2 separate regions of the Ovis aries genome follow, and region 1 is linked to region 2. A link is a contact called in public Hi-C data. All regions are on one chromosome and are shown on one strand. The core of a region is the stretch at or near the end of the contact, and the rest is flanking DNA. Distances in the headings are between cores, read along the strand shown.

Region 1 (7,240 bases), core at 1,557-4,056, 110 kb before region 2:
ATTTCAGTCTATGAAATAATAGAGCAGATAAAAAAGATCCAAAAAGTTGGAAATCAAGAAATTAAAATATGTAAATAGATATGAAGTGGACAGTTGGAATTTTCCCATTATTCTTCAGGAGCTATATTAAAAAAAGTTTTAGCAAAACAACCATTAAGAAATACCACACCTTAAAAATCCAACCACCAGAAATATTCATGCAATTTTTACTTGAATTTTTAAAATTATTGTACTTCTTCTCTGTGCCTACAATCCAGGAGATACAGGAGATGTGGGTTTGATTCCTAAGTCAGGAAGATCCCCTGAAGAAGGGCATAGCAACCTACTCCTATATTCTCACCTAGAGAATCTTATGGACAGAGGAGCTTAGTGGGCTGCAGTCCGTGGGATCACAAAGAATAGGACAAGACTGAAGTGACTGGACATGCATTTATTCTCTGTATTTTAACTGAATTTTTTAGTCATTTACATTTTTACATGTTTTACTTATCTGATAATCATGAAATAGGAAGAATCTTCACTATTTTTCACTCAGATAAGAAATGCTGCTATGAAACCTGCAAATTTATACCAGAGATAGGCAATGAAAAACTTCTGAAATGTGTTTGCTTTCTTCCTCTCTGCTCCAAAAACACACAATTTCAGAAACTTTTTTTTGTTGGTTTTACCACATAAAAGCATAGTTCTTTTTAAAAATGGCATTGGAACCACTGGAAATTCTCTTAAACTACTAGTGCTAAGTATAACATGTTTTACATTTAACAGTAACAGGAGTTATTCTGTTCTTAATGAGATTCTATAATACAAAATAAAAAGAATAGTTTCACTTAAATAAGGTAACTGATTCCATTAATTTCTTTCTGATAATTAATATATGTATATATTGCTTTAGGTGTATTTAGAAACTATTTTTATCTTATTCTTAACATTACCTGTAAAATTTAGGTACTGTAGCAAAATTTTATAAGCTAGGATTTTACTCAAATCCTATCTTCCAGTGGAAATCTGCCTGCGTATTCTTTTGGCAGTCTATTTTGCCATTTATCCATATGTAGAATTTTTTGATCTTTTACAATGGGCCGGACACTATTTTAGGTGCTGAAAATATAAGGCAAGCAAAATCAAAAAGGGCTCTGGCTCTACAGAACCTGTGTTCAGTACAATGACCTAAGCTGAAGTGCAAAACACAGTCCAAAGGACATGGGAAGTTCTAAAAATCAAGAGCTCAGTGCAATAGAGAGATGAAGCAAAATAGCAATAATAATACTGTAATCTATTGTTTTGCTCAAAAAGTGAGCCTCTGCTTCAAATTTTATTACAATCAAAGTACAAAAATGTCACTAGAAAGACAGCACTTGGGATCAAGATGGAAATGTATATGAAACTGCTCAAGTTAATGGAATGGAATTAATCATATTTTAAGATTTCTACTGTGTGATATTTCACTTTAAAAAAACAATTTAAATGTGTACATTATGTGCATACTCCCAAAGTATCTGCAGAGAGAATAGGCTAGCATACAGTACAGGCTCCTATCTTAATATGCTCACTATAGCTGAATGTTTATTCCCTGGGCTTTGTGAATGAAACTAAATGTTTACTCCTTGGGCTTTATGAAAAAGTGTCCTAAATATTTCTTTCTCACAAATTTAAGTTAGGTAGAATATTGTTACTCATGCTTATAGCTAATTGTCTGGTAATTTTTTTTACATAGTTTTTATATATATCCTTCCTAGAGTATATCTTAATTGTAGAGGTTTTAACCATTTGATTTTTCTTTCCTGTTCAGTTGGCTTTGGTTTGTGTTGTTTATTTGTTTTACCTTGTTCTGTTTGCATGGAGATTTAAGATTAAACAGTTTATATATGAAAAAAAGACACTGACAACAGCCTCCTAAAGGGCTCATATCTCATATATATTTATATGTGTGCATGCGTGCTAAGTCATTTCAGTTGTGTCCAACTTTTTGCAACCCTATGGCTCCTCTGTCCATGGGATTCTCCAGGCAAGAATACTGGAGTGGGTTGCCATGCTCTCCTCCAAGGGATATTCCCAACCCAGAGATTGAACTCACATCCCCTGGGCCTCCTGCTTTGGCAAGCAGATTCTTTACCGCTGAGCCACAGGGGAAGCTCAATAGATTTGTATTATATAAATATATGGGCTTCCCAGGTGCCGAGCTTCGTATTATATAAATATATGGGCTTCCCAGGTGCCGAGCTTCCGAGGTAGCTCAAACGGTAAATAATCAGCCTGCAATGTGGGAGACTTGGGTCGGGAAGATCCCCTAGAGAAGGATAGACAACCCAAGTATTCTTGCCTGGAGAATCCCATGGGCAGAGCAGCCTGGCAGGCTACCGTCCATGAGGTCACAGTCAGACACAGCGGAGCGACTTAATATAATATATACTCCAGGTGGCGCTAGTGGTAAAGAATCTGCCTGCCAATGCAGGAGACAACAGGAGATGCAGGTTCAGTCCTGGGTGGGGAAGATCTCCTGGAGAAGGAAATGGCTCCCGACTCCAGTATTCTTGCCTAGGGAATCCCATGGACAGAGGAGCCTGTCCATGGAGAGACAATCCATGGGGTTGCCAAGAGTCAGACATGACACAGCAACTAAGCACACATGCCTGTCAATGTAGTCTTATAAGGAATTTGCTCATGCAGTCATGGAGACTGAAAAGTCCCAGGATCTGCAGGGTGAGTAAGCAAGCTAGAGACTCAAGAAAACTGAAAGCATAGTTCTAGTCCTTAGGCCAGTAGGCTTGAGACACAGGAAGAGCTAGTGTTTCAGTTCAAGTCTGAAAGCAGGAAAAACTATTATCTAAGTTCAAAGCCAGTCAGGCAGAAAGAGTTTCCTCTTACTCAGCTTTTCTGTTCTATTCAGTCTACTGATCCAAATATGAAATCTCATCCAAACACCTTCATAAAAATATCCAAAATAATGTTTCACCAAATACATGGGTGACAAACTGACACATAAAATTAACCATCATACATGACTTTAATTAGCATCCTTTGTCTTCTCAAGCTTACAAATAATTCCATAGCATTCAGAGGAAAGAGAGAGAGGGTTGACACAATAACAACCCACTTACAACTACTTACTGCATACTTACTGTTTGTTCACAGACTGCCTTCTATGTTTCAGTCATCTGTCTGCAAATCTAATCCATGCAATCAGACCTAATCCATTTAGGTATATACAGCAGGAGGTCAAGATGAGATGAAGAATTTTCCTGGGAATTTAGGTAGTACTAAAAGGGGAAAGGTGAGCACACAGAATGAAGCAGAAGTAAAGATAGGCATAGATACAACACATTAGGATAGAGAGTTCAGTTTCCTTGGAGCAGAGGATGCCTATATATCAGTGATGGGAAATAAGGTTAGACAAGGTAGGGGTGCGGTAGTCCATTTACGAGAAGCTTGAAACTTACATAGTGCATCTGTACAGTGCTCTGCAATTTTAAAACTGCTTTGAGATATTTATCTTTTTTTAATCCTTTAAACAAAACCACTTTTAACAACTTTGTAAGGTATATATTGTCATTATTCATTTTTATAGTGGAGAAGGCTTATTATTGTATAGACATTGGAGCACTCATCTGCTTCCTACATCCGTGCTCTTTTCCCACTGAAGTGCCAGTCAAGGACCATTTATGATTCTTGAGCAAGGAATGTCACTATAAAAACAGTGTTTTAGAAGATTTGATCTTAGTTTATGAGATGCATTGAAGAGTGGCACCTGGAAGTCAGGAGGCCCAATAATGCTTTGTGCTTATCCAGGAATTAAGTGTCACCACAGAACACAGAAATGTAGGAATACTGACATGGGTGCAGTCATTTTTAAAGGAAGAAATGACAAATTCATATGTGTGATCTATTAATATATACGTAGTATACATATATATTATGTATGTACAGTAAAGATATACAGTAAAGGCATAGAGATAAGAGAAATAGATCCCCACCTTAAAAATTTAGACAGATGTATTTTATCTATTTCTAAGTTTAAATTCACCTTAGTTTTAAAGCTGTACAAATGTTCAATGTCATTTTTGTCTTACATCATCTTGTGATACCCCTCACATTTAAGGGGAAAAAGCTCTCACAAGAAGTTCATTCTCATAAATTTAAAATCATCTCATGGAACACCCAACAGATTCAAACAACTTGAAAAAAAAAAATTGTTGAAAGTACTTCTATGTTTAAACTACTTTTTTTTTTAAAGTCTCTCTTTTCTCATGATAATGACCTTCATTATAATACTGCTAAATATATCTCACAAACACTTTTGGACAATGCTCATATATAAAGTGTAGCTCATATATAGAAAACTGAAAAATATGCCCTTAGCGAGAGAGGATTGAGAGAGAAGGCTATTCTGAGAATTTAAAAATCAGAACAAAATAAATCATTAAATTTCCTCTTATTTTTTAAGATACACATTGAAAGCAAACTTTGAATTTAATTCAATTGACCTCTGTTTCCTTTCTGGTTTGATACAGAACAAATACATATTCTCTTAGGATAAGAAATTGTCCAAGCAAATAAAATAAACGTAGTTCTTGTAGACTCAGAGCAAACCCAGTCATTTAAAAGACTTTGTCATCATATTTAGAGTAACAGTCGAGGAAAAATTGGCTTTTATAGGTAGAGTTTATACTGACCAACTCTGTTTTGTTTGGTTTTGGACACTTACTCATTTAGAATTTAAATAAGAAATAAAATATTTTTTCAAAATACTTTTTAAAGATTTTTTATATGGATCATTTTAAAAGTCTTCATTGAATTTGTTACAATATTGTTTCTATTTTATATTTTGGGGTTTTTTTTTTTTACTATAAGGCATGTGGGACCTTAGCTGCCCAACCAGGGATCAAATCCATACTGCCTGCATTGGAAGGCAAAGTCTTAATTACTGGCCTGCCAGGGAAGTCCCAAAACACTTGTTCTTTATCTTACATAAAGATTCAAAGAATGGAAAAGAAAACACAAAATAAATATGACATAGTTTCTACTATTTAAGAGTTTAGAAAAAGATTTATGAGTGTCAGAAAAATTTAGCAATTGTCGTTTTAGCCAAACTCACTACATGTGAGGAAGAAATAAGTCCAAATTGGGTTTATCTAAATCAATGGTACAGTTACTAGGGTGAATGAGAGTAGGCATGATGGGTATCAGGGGTGTTTAAGAGGGAATGTACGTAATAAAGCTTCATCTAGATCTGTCCTGCAGGAGGGAGCACATCTGAAATGGCAGTGGGGAAGGACAAACAAGCTGGGTGAGTGTGAGAGATAACTTGACTATTGGGAAGTGTGGGGCCAAGGGCCTTGCATGTTAATAAAGATTCTCTAACTCAGTCGAGGGGAAATTTTTTTTTTTTAAAGCAGCATGGAAATCTATCATGAGACTTCTATAGACTCAAGATACTTCAAAATGAAACTGGCCAAAATGCCAAACCTTACATAATTTCCACCAGAACACAGAAATAGAGATTCTCTCTTAAAGCGTGATGTTTTTATTTCCTGTAAAAAGAGAAAGCAAGGGGAAAAGGAAAGAACATTTTAGCAGGCTGAGTTAAATACTTTCTTACAAAAATAAAGTTCAAAAAAAAAAAGATATAAGTAAAGATATATATAATCTCCCCCAAAAAAAAAAATAAAGTTCAGGATTAATAGTAATTAGAGGGGAAGGTAGGCAGGGGGGAGAGCAAAATGACTTAAGGGATCAAGTGTATGGTGACGAATGGAAACTAAACTTTGTGACGAATGAAAACTAAACCATTGCTGGTGAGCTCGCTGTAATGTGTACAGAAGTCGGAATATAATCTTCTACACATGAAACTTATATAATGTTATCAGCAATGTTGCCTCAATTTTTTAAACCATCAGCAAAAAAATGTAGTTCTGCCTCAGGCTATCTTTCTGTTTCCTATTAGCAGAAAAAATAAACAATGTAATTCAAACAAACCTTAATATAAATTTTATTTTCTTCCCCTTTACCTTATGCATAGTTGAGCTACCTATGGATCATTTATTCCACCTACAGAATCGCAGAACAAAATTTTAAACCTTTTCCCAATATTTTACAGAAATAATAACCTATTTGTGCTTCATATTTGATTGGCTCCATGTAAGTTTATTTTCCTTTAAAAAGATCACATATCAAAATGTGAGAAACATTCCTTCCTCCATCTCAAGCTATGTTTAAAATTGCTCAGGTGGTACTATCATCAGGACTTTACCTATTCTTTAGGCATATATGATAATCATCATTTGTGTTTCTTAGAAGTCTTGTAATTTTTACTAAAATAGTGATTTCCTGCTGAGATACTTCCAGTGCATACACACCATATTTTTGTTTTCTTTCACCCATCCGCTGGTTGTGAATATCAAACTATAACTCATATCTAAATAAACAGAATCAGTGTTGGTAGACGGTCAGAACTCATAACTGAAGACTAAAGAAATGAGTGACTGGATGGATGACAAATGAATAGATGTTAAATACAGCCGTGTGGGAGAAGGGATATATCGATTATATCTGTAATTGATCTGGAAAAAAAAGATGAAATAAACATCCTGGCAAGACAAAACTTGTATTTTAGCATTCATCTAAAATTACAAGTAGAGAGTAGAAATAATTGTAAAATTGTATCCTGTATAAGTAATACATACAATTAGTCTCTGTGTAAAAGTTTTACAATATTGTAGATAAGATTAACGTCACTTTGAATATAATACCATGGATGATACGTATAATATTGATTTGTGGATATGTGGAGTTCCTTTCCCCAAGTGAACTTTGAACAGATGTTTTGTAATAGAAACGAGGGACAAAACCAAGGCAAACTATCTACACAGCAATAATAGAAATAGTTAATAGCTCCAAAATTCCAGTCAATTTTTAAAATACTTGTGTGCACATTAACACACTTAAGCCTTACAAAGACCTGAAGTAGTTACTAGATTCTTCCCATTGTGCAGATGAGTAAACTGAGGCATTTAGAGGTTAAGTGATTCCTCCACAGAAAATGTACAGAGAAAAGGGAGCCTGTGATTGAGTACTGATCGAACAACCATCATTGACATGCAGCAGGCATCTGTGTTGGTGCAAAACAGGCTCCCACCCAAGTTAACTCACGTTTCTCATGTCTGTGGAATACTCTAGCAAATTCTGGGATTTATATTCTGTTTACCAATTGGTTATTCTTCTCATATATGGGAAATCTGCTTCA
Region 2 (6,273 bases), core at 237-2,736:
AACCAATGGAACATTTTTGGCTAGACTCTATCATCTAACACATAGATTATTATGTCCAATTACTATAGCATATCACAGAAATTGTCTCTCATTGTGAAAAAATGATTTCTTTTTAAAGCATAGTGATTGAGGGCCTACTGTTTACCATGTTCCTGAAGGCATGTGTGTGTGTGTTTGTGTGCACACAGTGTTTAAGGTAGGGATATAACCTCCTCATCTCAAAGGTGAATATAGTTTTTAATAAGACCACAAATAATCTAAATGTTTAATGTTTAATAATAAGAGTCTGAGATGAGGTGGGGTAAGCGGGACACTGGCTTGTGAGCTGAGTTTGAAAGCACCATGTCATAAAGATCTAGCTTAGCAATACTGATGGCTTGGTAGTTTTTATTAGAGAAACTTACCTTGTAGAAATGCATACCAGATAGTAAAGTTTCTAATTTTTTCCTTATCTCTTAAAATTTAAAAATATTTAAATATACTGCACCTTCAGGGCATGAACAGAGTGAGGTTAGCTTCGTTTAACCAAAACACGACAGCCTGTAAAGCCTGAAAAAAAAAAAAGTAGGGCAAATCACAAGAAGGCCTATTTTATGGAGTGAGTAGTAAACCAGGAGGTGATCCAGGGCGAAACATTCCATGCTTTTAAAACGATTTCAAATTTGTTTGTGGAAAGGGCACTACTTTGGGAACACAACTATAAAATTAATTCTTGTGAGCTCATAGATTTTAAGTTTTTCGGGAATTTAGAGGACAGGATGGCAGGAGGAAGTGTGCATGATAGCCAGTGTTAGGAGAAAGTGAAGAAAGTGCTTTTGGTAGCCAAGGGGCCTGCACAAAGCAACATGCCCAGGAAAGACTTGAACCTGTCCTGCCCTAGTCAAGAAGCATTTCAGGAGGGGTGAGCAGGAGATGAGCTTTGACTATTGAAGACTGCAGTAGTCCAAGTAATGCAGATGAATGTTTCCTCTTATAATTCACAACGAATGTGATGTATTCCAGGCTGTACAACAAATCATTTTGTGTTTTCTTTCTGCAAGACAGAGGAGTTGGGGCATATGATCTCTGGATGCTTTTCTCTCTAGAATCTAAAGACTCCATAAGGGACCACCCATTCCTAATTCTCCTAAAGAATACATAGTCACTGTCAGCATCAGAACTGAACTGATTAGGGGTCTGAGCCAGTTTGACAACTCTTGGGTACTCATAGTGATAAGGAAGCGCACTGAAGCTGGAGTATCCACAAAGAGGCTGAAGGTACCACCCATTTATGCATTCAGACAGTAAGCATTTTCGCCTCCCGGTTATATTCCAGGCACTGCACCAGGCACTGGGGATGCAGAACCAGGCGAGACATGCACTGCTCAGGGAAGCCGTCCCAATGGAGAAAAGATTAACAAGCCTGTCCTAGGGCACATGGCAGTACAGAGGCAGGGCAGCTACCTCGGCCCAAGTTGTCCTTAGGCAGAACAGAAAGTGAGGCTCAGAGCACTATCTCAGTTCTAAGCAAGACAACAGGATTGTAGCAGCTTTCTCTTGACTGACTGGCAAAAGGGTGGCATTTTAAAACAAGCCAAACAGATATCCATCCTTGACGGAGACCCTGGCACGTGCCAGTTGATTCTGCCAATTTTTCATGGACGGAAAGACCGAGCAGAGCAGAACGGGTGAGTCTCTGCAAGTGGAAGAAGTCTCTCAAAAGGGGATGTGTTTCCTAAAGGGCGCTCCAGAAGGGCTGAACTACTTCTATCTGGGAGAAAAAAGACTGGCAGTGTAGGCACGGGAGGGTGTACGTCTGGAGTCATTTCAAGGCTTTTTCCATCTTGCCTGATGTGACAACAAGGAAGGATTTGTTCGTTTTATTTATTTATTTCCCATATTGAACGATTTCGCTTTGCCCCTCTTCCCCCCTTCCAGCCACTCGGGTTTGGGTTTTCCATATGACTCATAATTCCTTCCGAAAGTGGAGTCGAATTCATAAAAGTGGTGGAAGCGCGAGGCGGGGGGCGGGGGGGGGGGGGGGGGCGGGCTGGGAGCCCCAGGGAGTCTTCACTACCGACATTCCCACTCAGCCCCCGGCGCGAGCGGCCACCGGCCTGGGGAATCCAGCCTGCGCTCTGCCGGCGGGGATACTAGCGAAGCCCGGGCGGCCGGGACCGGGTGACTGGGCGGCGGGCGCGGGAGGGTCGGCGGCCGGCGGCGCTGCAGCAGCCTCGGCACGGCCGCCGCCGCCCGCGGGCGCGAGTGTGCGCGGGTGTGGAAGGCCGGCGTGCGGGCCGCGAGGGGTGTGCGCGCGTGAGGCGGAGCGGGGCTCGCCCCTCGCCGGCGCCTGCCGCGCGGCCGGTGATCGCTCTCCGGCCGTCTCCAGCACCCTCGGCCCCCCCACGGCCGTTGGTCTTGGCGGGGGGAGGGAGAAAGTGAGAGTCGGTGTCATCACCATCCATTGTCAGGAGGGGAAGAAATTGGAATCCAGCAGCGGCGAGCAGCAGCTGGGCGGTCACATCTGGGAATGCAAAGCCGACCTCCCCCCCCTCCTCCTCCGCCACCACCGCCTCCTCTCTCACCCGGGATCACTTCCGAAACCACTTCGCCTTCAGCCCCTGCCTCGGCCAGAGGTTTCATTTTTAACTGAGTATTTACGAAAGCTGGAAGCGTGCGAGGGGGTGGGGTGGGGTGGAAAATAGCGGCTGCTTCTTTTCCAGGGATTTATTTAATGGGGATGTGTTCAAGGCAAGAGCGAATTCAGAAGGATATCGACGTCGTGATCCAGAAGTCCAGATCCGAGAAGGACTGCCTGTTTGCAGGTGAGTTCTCGCCTTTCCAGAGCCTCGGACCCAGCGCCAGATTCCTCTGCCCGCCCGTCACCCCCTTGCCGTTTTCTGGCCGCGAGGTGTGTGGCTGGGGATGGGGGGTGGGTCGCACATCCCCATTCTGGGGTTCATTTGGCAACAGCTGCTGCAGCGGGAGCGGGAGCCAAAAGGGGGAGGGGGCAACAGCCTCTCTCCTCCCCTCCCCCCCGTCTGGGGCGGTCACCAGCTTTGGGGACAGAACCCTGGTGGCCCCGAGCAGGGGTCTAGGCAACGAGCCGTGCATGGTATTTTTAGTCCCCTGTGGACGCCTTGAGCGTCCGATCCCGCCTCCGGGGTTTCAGCAGCAGCGACCCAGGCGGCTGATAGGACCCGCCGGGTTTGCGCAATGGGCTGAGCGGCGGCAGCCAGGAATGGAGCCCGCTGCGCTGCGCGGCGCTGGCTGGCTGCGCCCGGCGCCGAGGCCCCCCCAGTGGGCAGCGTTGGCCCGATCTCCGGTCGCTTCGGCTCCCTCTAGTACCTCCGACTGGCAGTGTCATGCCCCGGAAAGATAAGAGATGCCCTAGGTCCCTAAGGCGCCCCGAGCCTCTGCCTGGGGGTCGTCTTTCGTCCATTTTGCTCCCCCTGGAGGGGGACAGGATTTTGCTCCCCGAGCCGAGAGCTCGGCGGGGGCCGCTTCCGGCCGCCCGGACCGGTAAATTCCCGCCGTTGCCATGGCACCCGGCACTTGTTGCGGGGGGCGGCCACGCGCGGCACCCGGCTCGGGGTGCGCAGCATCCCCTCCGGCTCCGCTCGGAGAGGGGAACTCGGGGTTCTCCAGCTTTCGCCTCCCTCCCAACCAGGCCTCCCCTTGGCTCCATCAAATAAATAAGGAGTCCGAGTCAGGACCAGGGTTAAAAATCCACTTCAGGGGGTAGCTTTTAACAAGACTTTTCGTTTCAGATTTCAGATACTCAGACTCCACCTTTACTTTCACCTACGTTGGCGGCCCCAAAAGGTATTTATGTGTATAGAGTTGCTTCATTTCCTGTTCACAAGCTGGTGTTTCCTTTGTTCTTAGCGTGTTCCGTGTTCGGGTGTTTTTTTCTTCTTCTCTTGTTGTTGTCGTGTAGCCACGTCCCAAGCCTAGGTCTCTCGATTTGAAATAGCAGAGGGGAAATAAATAGGTTTGATTCAAGTGTTTCTAAGATCATGCCACGGGCCAACAACAGAGCTCTCACACTCTTCGTGCTAAAGATGTTCTACTAGCTCTTGAGCCTTTAGGGATTGACACAGGCGAATGCAAAACCAGCATATTGGGCATAAAAGACATAAGATGTCACAGAATAGTTTGGTCACATGTGATTCTTCTGGTGAGCTGGGGCTGCACATTTCTATGTTTTTTGTAGGTTGACATAAACATGTAGTCTGCCAATTCTCCATCTTTTTTTTTTTTCTTTAAGGAGCCCTATTTTGGTTTTCATAGTTAGAAAGAATTTGGAAGTTATATGTAGCTGGAATGTGTAAACTTTTTTCTTGAGGAGGAAGAATGAGAGATGCATACTTTAATACTAAGTTGTTAGAGATGTGAAGAAAGCCCAAATCCAATTTTGTGTTTACCGCTTAGAGATGAAATTAAACCATTAAAATATGCCTTGCTGTCTTCACTTGTTAAGGCAGAATTTTCACCCTGTTAGACCTTTGGGGACACAGTGGTTTAAAAGCAGTGGCCACATCTGAGAACTGTCAGAGATTTAGCTTTGCTGTTAGAACCGGACATTCAATAGCTTTTGATCATATTCCAAAATATCTTTTAGCTAATGGAAACATTTAGGAACATATAAATTGCAAAAGAAGCTTTCTTCTGTAAATACATTTTTAAAACGCTTGGAATTAATATGAATCTTAAAAATACTTAGGATTTGTGTTGCAGTGTACATTTCAAAAAAGCTTGCCTTGAAATAGTTATCACATTTCCCATAGACACAGTGTACTTAAGTGTCAGGATTGGTATATTGATTTGATTTACTAGTTGAAAATATAGCATATGTAGTATGGACTTTATTAAAATTACAGTATTTCTAAATTTTCTATAGTACTGTTGTTTTTGAATAAAAAGAATACATTAGAAGAGATTCAGGTAAATTAACACTGTTCTTACACTTACTATCCGAAGGATGCTGGTGTATGACTAATAATCTCTTGAATTGTTTTAATAGTTAAAATTATGCTATGTGGCCCACTGTAAACATTCCCCATGCTTCTGGGTTGATACCTACCTGAGTTGTCTGTTTCACAATTGTGGTTCTCATGAGAGGTGTGGACTGGGAAAGCCCTGGGTAGGCTTTTCAACTAATTAGCTTTATTATTAACAGTAAGATACTTGTTTTGGCCTCAGTTTACTTATCTGTACAAGAAGGGGATGAACCTTACAGTTAATCACTAAGATCTGTTTGCACTAAGATTCTTTATCAGGAAATTACTGAACTAGTGTTAACACAGCAAGAGGTGGAGAAGTTATAACTGCCTCCAGGAGCAAGGCCTGGAGATTGGGATGGATAATTGCGATAACATCAGTTTTCAGTGTAGGAACAAACACCATGGCTGCTCTTAAAGTAAGAGATGTTTCCTTCTCTATGTTATCTTCCTAAAGGACAGTTTTTTCCTTGCTTCCTGATTTAAATAACAGTTCACTTGCATTTGTAATGTGGAACAGCTTGCTTTTTAAAGATTGTTGTGAATTGTTGATGTGATTGCTTCGTCCTTCCAAAAGCTTGCTCTATAAACCAATGTATAAAAGATTGTTTTAGTACTATAATAATAATACCTTTAATATTACCCCTTTATGGGTTTGTAGCTAATAGCAGAAAATAAATTTTCTGAAAGAAAAAAATTGTTTTCATGAACTACATTGTCTATATTAGAATTTTATACTTGTTATGTATTTCTCATTGCTGTGTGTCAATTGTGCATTTAAAAATGAAATAATCCTTTGATTTAAAATGCTTATCAACTTACTATATTCAGTTGATAGTGTCATTTTGGATTGTTGTTGTTCAGTCCCTAAGTCGTGTCCAGTTCTTTACGACCCCATGGACTGCCAGGCTTTCCTCTCCTTCACTATCAGACTCATGTCCATTGAGTTGGTGATGCCATCCAGCCATCTCTCATCCTCTGTCACCCCTGTCTCTTCCTGCCTTCAGTATTTCCCAGCATCAAGGTTTTTTCCAGTGAGTTGGCTTTTCACATTAGGTGGCCAGAGTATTAGAGCTCCAACTTCAGCATGAGTCCTTCCAGTGAGTATTCAGGGTTGATTCCCTTTGGATTGACTGGTTTGATCTCCTTGCTGTCCAAGAGACTCTCAAGAGTCTTCTCCAGCACCACAGTGTGAAAGCATCAGTCCCTCGGTGCTCAGTCATTTCGTGTAAGCTAGACTCATTTTCCTGATTAAAGGAAGGTGGAGATCTTCTGGAGAGATAGTCCGTGT

What was found. Hi-C and Micro-C count contacts between places; a contact is called where the count stands out from the background.
Region 1: a Hi-C map of liver shows a contact between it and region 2, with 2.6 times the contacts expected there. The contact joins the enhancer-like site here to the promoter of PARP8 in region 2. A contact is called at or near these places in 2 of 16 Hi-C or Micro-C datasets (liver and skin fibroblasts).

What each region holds. Positions count from the first base shown.
Region 1 is chr16:28,775,662-28,782,901 of ARS-UI_Ramb_v3.0, reverse strand. No RefSeq gene overlaps it. Among named protein-coding and RNA genes, the nearest start is that of EMB, 53 kb to the left of the region's middle. Within about 2 kb of position 2,806, at least 5 of the 54 cell types and tissues checked have an H3K27ac peak or open chromatin away from gene starts, as enhancers often do. A contact at or near this core is called in liver, where this site is marked.
Region 2 is chr16:28,663,074-28,669,346 of ARS-UI_Ramb_v3.0, reverse strand. PARP8 (poly(ADP-ribose) polymerase family member 8) reads left to right here and starts at 1,486. Exons shown (of 27, transcript XM_042233798.2): 1 at 1,486-1,667; 2 at 2,703-2,804; 3 at 3,750-3,804. The coding sequence starts at 1,637. It overlaps LOC105602554 (a long non-coding RNA gene), which reads right to left and starts at 3,170. Exons shown (of 4, transcript XR_001021236.5): 1 at 2,565-3,170; 2 at 488-549.